Linked DNA regions of Sus scrofa: region 2 is linked to region 1. A link is a contact called in public Hi-C data. All regions are on one chromosome and are shown on one strand. Each heading gives the region's core, a stretch centred on a gene start, on an enhancer-like site or on the middle of the called end of the contact. The rest is flanking DNA. Distances are from core to core; before and after follow the strand shown.

Region 1 (3,846 bases), core at 590-3,089:
AAATCAATGAATGAATGATTCAACCAATTAAGAAAAAAGCAGGCTGTGGGCGAGGAAGCCTGGAATTCTTCCCTCCCCTGGCATGCAATGTCTCCCTTCCTCCTCCAGATTCAAAGCCCTGCAGGAGAGCCAGAATGGAGGGACTGAGAGTACACTTCTCCCTGTCACTGCCTTCTCATGGCAGTGTCCCCACCTGTCCACCCTCTCTCCTCAAAAATGACCTGAAATCAAGTCAGTCCCCTCACAGCAGAGGCTTTCTCCCCTCATTAAAGGAGTCATCCTGGGGCTGAGTGATCGGCCTGGGGATCATCTTGGGCTCAGGGACCCCTTTCCCGGCTAGTGTGGGATAGGGGAGCAGGAAGAGAAGGCAAGAGTGGCTTAAGCATTAGGGAAGCCAGGGGTCTAATCCCTGGCCTGATCCTCTAAATGGGGAGCTGGGCCCTGAGCACCTCAGAATAGGAGAAAGGGAGGGGCAGAGTGGGGCACAGCCAGGTGACCTTGGGACTATCTAGGAGGCTATAAAGTGTACCTTTGGTCAGCAGCAGGGGAGGGGACAGTCCTCCTTCCTGTACACCTTCCCACTCTCCCCCCACCCAGGCCTCTCCCTGCCCAGGGACTTTGAGCAAAGGTGGCGATGAAGCTAAGCCCCAGCCCACACCCTGAGAGGAGGTCTTGCCAAGGGCAAATCCAAAGTGATCCTCCGATGGAGATTTCTCGCCTTCTTCTTCTCTGCTTTGTTTCATTTTGGTCTGAACTCTTATTGCTCACAACTCTTGGGGCTCCCAACCCGTGTTAAGAGGAAAACCACAAGTTTCAGTTCCACATTGCTTTATCCCCTCTGAACTCACATGTTCAGTGCCCTATTTCACCTATTCAGTCCTATCTAGGACAGTGAAATTGAAGAAGGGTCTACCTAAGGATATCCCATTCATTCCTAATGTGCATTGGGTAGGGGTTAACCTTCACATTTGGGGGAGGGGGGGAAGGGGCAGGGGGCTGAGCCTCTTCAGAAAAGCTCCACTCCTTCCTCAGTCCTAGGTGAAAAATGAATAAGATCAAAAAAACCTCTAACTTCTGCTCATCTGGCTGGCTAGCCACCTGGCTTGGCTTTGTGGACTAGATCTGAAGCGCAGAGGAAGCAATCCAGGAGCCAACTTAGCCACTAAGGCCAGAAAGCTTTCTTTGCTTCTCCCTGGCTGCCTAGCTAGCCTCTGACCTCTGGTTTCTTTCTTCAGCCAACCTCCGCAGGCAGGTAGAGGAGAAGGAAAAAGATGGCAGGGAGTCAGAGATTTGTTATACCGAGTAGAGGCTGTCAGGAGAAAAGGTTCCTTAAAAGAGGGGACTTTAAAAAGCGAAGATGGAGTCCTGCCGCGAGAGATCCAAAAAGCCTCCCCTATTAGGCATCATCCATTTCGCCAGCTTCTGAGCCCGCTGCAAGTGGCCCTGAGGTGGCCGGCAAGTGAAGGCAGCATGACAGTCTAGCTCCGGCCACTCCCCACCCCCGACCTGGACCCTGGCCCAGCGGAAAAGACGCTGGGCCCAGAGGGCGACTCGCTCCCCATCTGGGGCTTACCTCGATGTTGCCCACGGTGCGGGCACAACCCACCACCTTCAGTCCGTGCTGGACCAGGGCCCGGGCCACGGCCGCGCCGATGCCCCCCGAGGCTCCTGTCACCAGTGCCAGTCGGCCACGCCACCGCTCCATGCCAGCCCAGGTCAGGGTCCCGAGCCGCCCTCCCACCTCGCTCGGGGAGCTGGGCACTTGGATCGCGGAGCTCCGCCCCACGTCACTGGGGCCCGGCCGCTCTCTGGTCACCAACGCGGAACCCGCCGCCAGCCTGGTCCCGTCGTAGCTCCGCCGGGAGCTGCTGCCACTCCCACTGGCCTCCGCCCCCGGCTCCACCCTCCGACCCTCGGCAATCGGCCACATCCCGCCCGTAGAACGACCGCCGCCTGGCCGCCCCACCCCTGAACCAGCCGCGCGGGCGCAGCCCCGCCCCTTCCTGCCCCGCCCCTTCCAGGAAACCGCTTCCCGCAGGCGGGGCGGGGCCTGGCCTGAGGGGCGTGGAAATTTGCAGTCCGGCTAGTCTGGTGACCTCTCTCACCCTTTGCGGTAGGGTGATGAGGTTTACCGAGGATTGCACCAGGCCCTAGAACGCACGTACTCTTGCTTCCTGCTCTGTTTTCCCAGTTCCTGACCTCTAAAACCAAGAAGAGAAATTAAGGGCAAATAAAATGACTCCAACACCCACCTAAACCAGCCGGTGGCTAATAGGAAGGATTTAGCCCAGAAAAGGCTGTATCTCACCTATCAACGCTGAGTGACCTTGGGAGAGACTTCCAACCCTATCTGATCCCTCGGCCCTTACTAAACAAGGAAAACTTGCTGAAAAATGCAAACACAATGGATTAGCAATGAGATCCTGCTGTGTAGCACTGGGAACTATGTCCAGTCACTTATGAGGGAGTATGATAATGTGCGAAAATAGAATGTATACATGTATGTGTAACTGGGTCACCATGCTGTACAGTAGAAAAAAAAATTATATTGGGGAGATAACTAAAAAATAATAAAATTAAAAAAAAAAAAAGGAAACACCCCCAAGTACACATGTACTGAGGGAACTGTATCCCTAAGAGCCCAGTCTCCAACTTCCCTAAGCCCTCCCACTCCCAGTGGAGCAAATACATCTCCAAGTGTAGCAAAGATTAAAGCGATAGCTAACATTTATTCAGAGCTTACCGTGTGACAGGCACTTTTAAGCACTTTAAATATATTAATATGCACAAAACCACATGAGATAGTACCTATTAACCTCTTCATTTTGCAAAATAACTACCGAGTCAGAGTTGAAACCTAGCTTGGACAGCAACCAGACCAGTATCAGGCCAGGGGGTGTGCTTCTAAACTGCCTTTACTCAGTTTTCCCTTTTGTCTCTTAAGTTGTTGGTTCTGTTCAAAGTAGAACCGCTAAGGATATTCCATCAAAGCACTGAAAACTGCCTCACTTCTGCATTCTTCATATAGCCATCCTTCCAAAGAGAAAACTTCTCTGCTGAATAAGCAGTCATCGTGGCTGGTTTATTCATTCAACAAGCACTCCTGTGTTTGGTTGTAAGCACAAAGACCGAAGCAAAACAAAACCAACCCTTGCTTAATTTAGGGATCTCTAACTGCAACAGAACGTGGAGAGGGGATCGGGCTCAGAGCCAAGGGTGGTGGGAGACCCTTGCTCATTTTCTATGGATTTCAGGATGGAAGCAAACAAGGGTCAGAAAGAAATGACTCATTTTATCTCTGCCTCAATCCCTATACATTTTGATTTGAACAGACAACTCAGGAGGTGGATCCAAAAAAATGCCACTGACTACAAAAATTAAATCTCACTAAGCTTCTGACCACATGAAATCTGATTAAGTGGTACAAAGTCCATAAAATTCATTCCATCCCCACTGCACAGAGCTATCGACTGTCCTGCTGCTTGTTTGCTGCCCACCAAGTATTATCAACACACAGACATAAAGCTCTAACTTAAGCACATGTGTTTACTGAACTACTGACTCAACCTTTTAAATGGCAGCCAAATGCTACTCCTAAGAGACTCTCTCCTTCAGTACTCGGACAGCTTGTGAAAGCAGTAAACTGTAATGCCAGAGTGACTTTATTGTTGGAAACGAGATAAGGAACAGGCACTTACATGGCCCACAGTGTGGTGAGCTCTCAGTGCAGCCTTCTGCTCCCAGTTCTCTACACGCTGAGTAATTACTTATCAGGGAATCCTTGACTCTGCCAAGTTTTATTTTCATTCTTCTAGTTCAATATGAACCTCTGAATTTAAGGTGCTT
Region 2 (3,912 bases), core at 1,236-3,735, 440 kb before region 1:
CGAGGGGTGAATCTGCAAAGGTTTTCTCCCCACCCGTGCTCCCTCCTCGTGCCCAAACCAGTTACAAATTCACTCCACTTATACATGGAAGAGAAATACTTGAAACCTCCATCATCCTACCACTAGCTTCAAGTCTTTCAAATTCTTTTAAAGAAAAATAATTTACCTTGGTGGACTTGTACAAAAAAAGGAGGGGGGGCGACTCTCGACAACAGGGATGTCACCTCCCCCCGTGCATTAATATTCCATATTCCCAGGATGATTTCCACTTTCACAGTTTGACTGTTTTATAACAGATTTGATGCGAGAGAAGACAAATGGCCTCGCGAAGGAAAGACGACAAATCATTCACCGCTTTTAGCAGGGTTTTCTCTTTATTTTTATTTATTTTGATTCTGTGGCTGGGCTGTGGAGCTCTCCCTGCCTTGCTGGAGATGTTTAATATTAACGTCAAGCCACCACGATCCTGGCAATAGAGTTGGCCGGTGCCGTGTTTACGGCTTTGTGACTGCTGGCTTCAGGAAGATGAAGCTCCTTGTTCAAACAGCAGCCCCTCTAACAGCTCCTGTTAAAAGCCCGGGGATGCTTCACTGCTTAGACGTGAATCACTTCCTCCGACTGCACGGAGGGGAGGCTGACACTGAGTTACATTTGTAGCCCTATCAGGACTGCGGCCCGACTGCCCAGGGCTGGGGGCGGCCGAGGATGACGCTTCCCTCAGCTCCAGCTTAACGGCTACTTTTTAGGGGGTCAAAACACACAGAATTAATGAACGCGTTTGTCTTCGACCCACAGAGTTTCAGCAAAGCATGCGTTACTTCCAGTGAAAAGCTGGAGGACTGACTTTACCAAAAGCCCCACTAACACTGGCAGGACACGAAGGTCCCTTCGGGGCCCTCGGAGCAGGTGCTGTCGGCCCCCCCCCACGCGCCCCAGGTGCAACCACCTCGAATTGTTTGGGCTCCACCCTCTTGGTCTTTCCCATCTTCCTTCCACATCCCCCTCCCCGCCCCCGGCTTCTGCTCTCGGCCCTCCTCCCTCCTCTTCTCTCGGGACGCCTCCCCTGGCCAACTCCTCCTGGCCCCAGGTCTGCCCATCTCCTCGGTGGGAAGGACGCCCGCACCCTCGCCCAGGCGGAGCCTCCAAGCCAATAAACTGACCCCCACCAGGCCCTGTAAAGCTGTTCACCTAAACTACCTTTGTTAATGGCAGCAAATTCTCTGTCATTCAGGCCCCACACCTACCTGTTTAATGGCAGGAAGCTACAGGTATCAGTACCACACTGTCTGATTAAAATATAAAATCACCCTGAGATCGGGCTCTTGTCTGGACAGATTACTTACATTAATTGATAAATGCCAATTGATGCCCTACACCTGTCAATTTCTTTATTTTTAAAGGTTTCCTTCAAAGCCCTTCCCCCTCCCCTCTGTAAATCAGAGAGAAACGGGGGGGGGGGGGCACGGGGCAGGGGGCGGGGGGAATGGAGTTTTATCCAGACACCTGCTAGGCACCTTCCCAGGAGCAGTGACCAGGGGCCCTCGGCTTCCAGATGTCTGCAACTGGGCACCTCCCCAGCCACCCGCCTCAGTTCACCAACCAGACAGTGAAGTCAGAGGTCCCTGACGTCCACCAGTTACAGGACTGGTTTTTAAAAGCCTGACTGCTAAGTGCAGAATGAGTGGTTTGCATTTCTGCCCCTGGAAGCTGGTGAGTCTGTTTTGTTGCAGGGCTGCGCCTCCCCTGCAGGATGGAGAGGTGGACGAGGAGGCCGAGTGCTGCCAAGTGCGTGGTGGAGAAAATGTGTATTGATTTCTTCTTTCTTATAAGGGAGCACAAAGCATTGAAGAACAATTGCTCCTCTTTGCAGCATTTCACATTCCACACCAGACAAAAGGCCCAACCCCCACCAGCCTCCAGAAGCAGAAAGGGGAAGGGGCCAGGAGTAGCTTCTACGTGTCAGGGCCGCCCACTGCGGGACGCCCAGCACCCCGGGGCCTCCCCTGCCCCTGACCAAGTAATTTCCCTCTCTGGGCCAATGTTTCCTCATCTATATTGGAGAAGAAAGAGCCTTCAGTCTTATTTACCTTTTAAGTGGAGGTGCCCAGAGGGTAGAAGAGCTAATGTTTATAAAGCGGCCTGCTCCCCAGAGGGAGACAGAGGATAAACACACAGGGTGTGGGGATGGCTCTGCAGGACTCGCTTCCAGGGCCGTCACTAACAGCTTTTCCCCTTACGAGTGCCCGACTCCCCGAAGTACAATGAGGCGATGCCCTTTATCTCCACACCCCTTTTTGGTTTGACACTTGATACCAACACGAGAAACAACAAAGGTAACCAGGGACTACGATGCCTTGTTAATGCACAGGCAGGAGCCATTCCAGAACTGCTTTCTTAAACCAAACCCTGAAAGCAGTCCAAAGAAACTGACCTAAAACTAGAACTGCTCATCACAGAGCCCTGTCCAAATACTCCACGTTTCCACAGTAACCAGTACTGAGCAGAAGGGCCGCTGGAAACCATAGCCAGTAGGGTTACTGGGCAGGAGAGAACCTACAGTAGCACCAAGTTTGCCACATACACACTTTGGAAATGGTGGAAATACAAGAGTGTTCTTGAAAGAGCCTGTCCCAGGGTTCATCCTAAGTAAAAAGACCTCAGAAATCCTCTAGGTAAAGGACTAGGAACGAGAAGGCCCAAAGCTGGACTCTGTCTCTGCGGCTTTGCCTGTGTGGCTGAGAGTGAAGAATGGAACACGGAGCTGGCCCATCAGGCGGTACAACGTCCCTGCGTGGAGACAGGGTCCCCAGAGAATGGGGGCAAAAGCCGGTGGGGAAACGGCTGCATACGAAGTGCTGTGGGGACAGAGCGAAGTGTAGACGGTCCTCGGCTCACCATGGCTCAAAAGTTTTCGACTTTATGACAGTACAAAAGCAATGCGCACTTAGGAGAAACTGGACTTAGAATTATGAACTGTGACCTCTCCCTGGGCTGGCGAGGTGCCCGAGATCCTCACCACTGACACGGGGCAGCTCCCAGGCAGCCAGGTGACCTCGGAGCAGGCGGGCAAGAGACACACGGACAACCCTTCTGTGGCTCACTTTCAGGATAGTATCCAATCAACGACATGCGACACTCAACACTTGATTATGCAACAGGCTTTGTGCTGGCTGCAGTTCTGCCTAACTCTTCTGAGCAGTTTAAGGTGGGCTGGGTTCAGCCGGGATGGCAGAAGGCTAGGTGTATGAAATGCATTTTCAACCTGTGATATTTTCAACTTACGGTGGGTTTATAGAGCTGTAACCCACTGTAAGTCCATGAAAACCTGTGAATTAAAGGAGTTAGATGACTTGCAGAGGTTTTTGTAAAAGGCAAGAAGGCTTTGGAAAAGGACTGTTTTCAAAAATAATCTTACTAGCAAATTCTTATTAAGTAACAGACTCATGAGCTGAAGGCCTTTAAAGGCATTTCAGACAGAAGACCTACAGCCAGCTCTTCTCAGGTCTGCACAGAAACGGGGACGTCTGTGTTGCAGACCAGACAATGTCATAATATGTACGCATGTGAAAACCGAAGTTTTGTTTAATCAATTATCTGTAAAGATATCATTAAAACAGTCCAACTCAGAAATAAAAAATTACAAAGAACATTCCATTCTCAAGACTCTAATGAGCAGTCTGATGGAAGGACTATCTATTTTCGCTTTATAAAGAAGAGAGAGGATTTCTTCGCGGTCACACTGCCTGGGGGCTGGGGAAGAACAGGTGAGGATCTGGAGTCCGTTCTCTAGCTTAGAAGAGGCTGACATCAACCAGGAAACTCCTTGATTCTTTTATTCTTTTGACCGCACCCATGGCACGTGAAGTTCCCAGGCCAGGGATCGAATTCTGCATTGACAATGCTGGATCCTGA

Evidence for each region. A called contact is a pair of places that touch in the nucleus more often than the background predicts.
Region 2: a contact with region 1 is called in a Hi-C map of liver, with 4 times the contacts expected there. The contact joins the enhancer-like site here to the promoter of DHRS11 in region 1. A contact is called at or near these places in 3 of 5 promoter capture datasets (fetal liver, fetal skeletal muscle and liver), 25 of 47 Hi-C or Micro-C datasets (adipose tissue, alveolar macrophages, blood and 13 more) and 2 of 2 datasets of contacts at active chromatin or transcription factors (alveolar macrophages and skeletal muscle).

The regions. Positions count from the first base shown.
Region 1 is chr12:38,112,010-38,115,855 of Sscrofa11.1, reverse strand. It overlaps DHRS11 (dehydrogenase/reductase 11), which reads right to left and starts at 1,839. Exons shown (of 7, transcript NM_001244532.1): 1 at 1,574-1,839. The coding sequence starts at 1,705.
Region 2 is chr12:38,551,859-38,555,770 of Sscrofa11.1, reverse strand. The region is part of intron 11 of AATF (protein AATF); the gene reads right to left. Among named protein-coding and RNA genes, the nearest start is that of AATF, 92 kb to the right of the region's middle. Within about 2 kb of position 2,485, at least 6 of the 83 cell types and tissues checked have an H3K27ac peak or open chromatin away from gene starts, as enhancers often do. A contact at or near this core is called in fetal liver and liver, where this site is marked.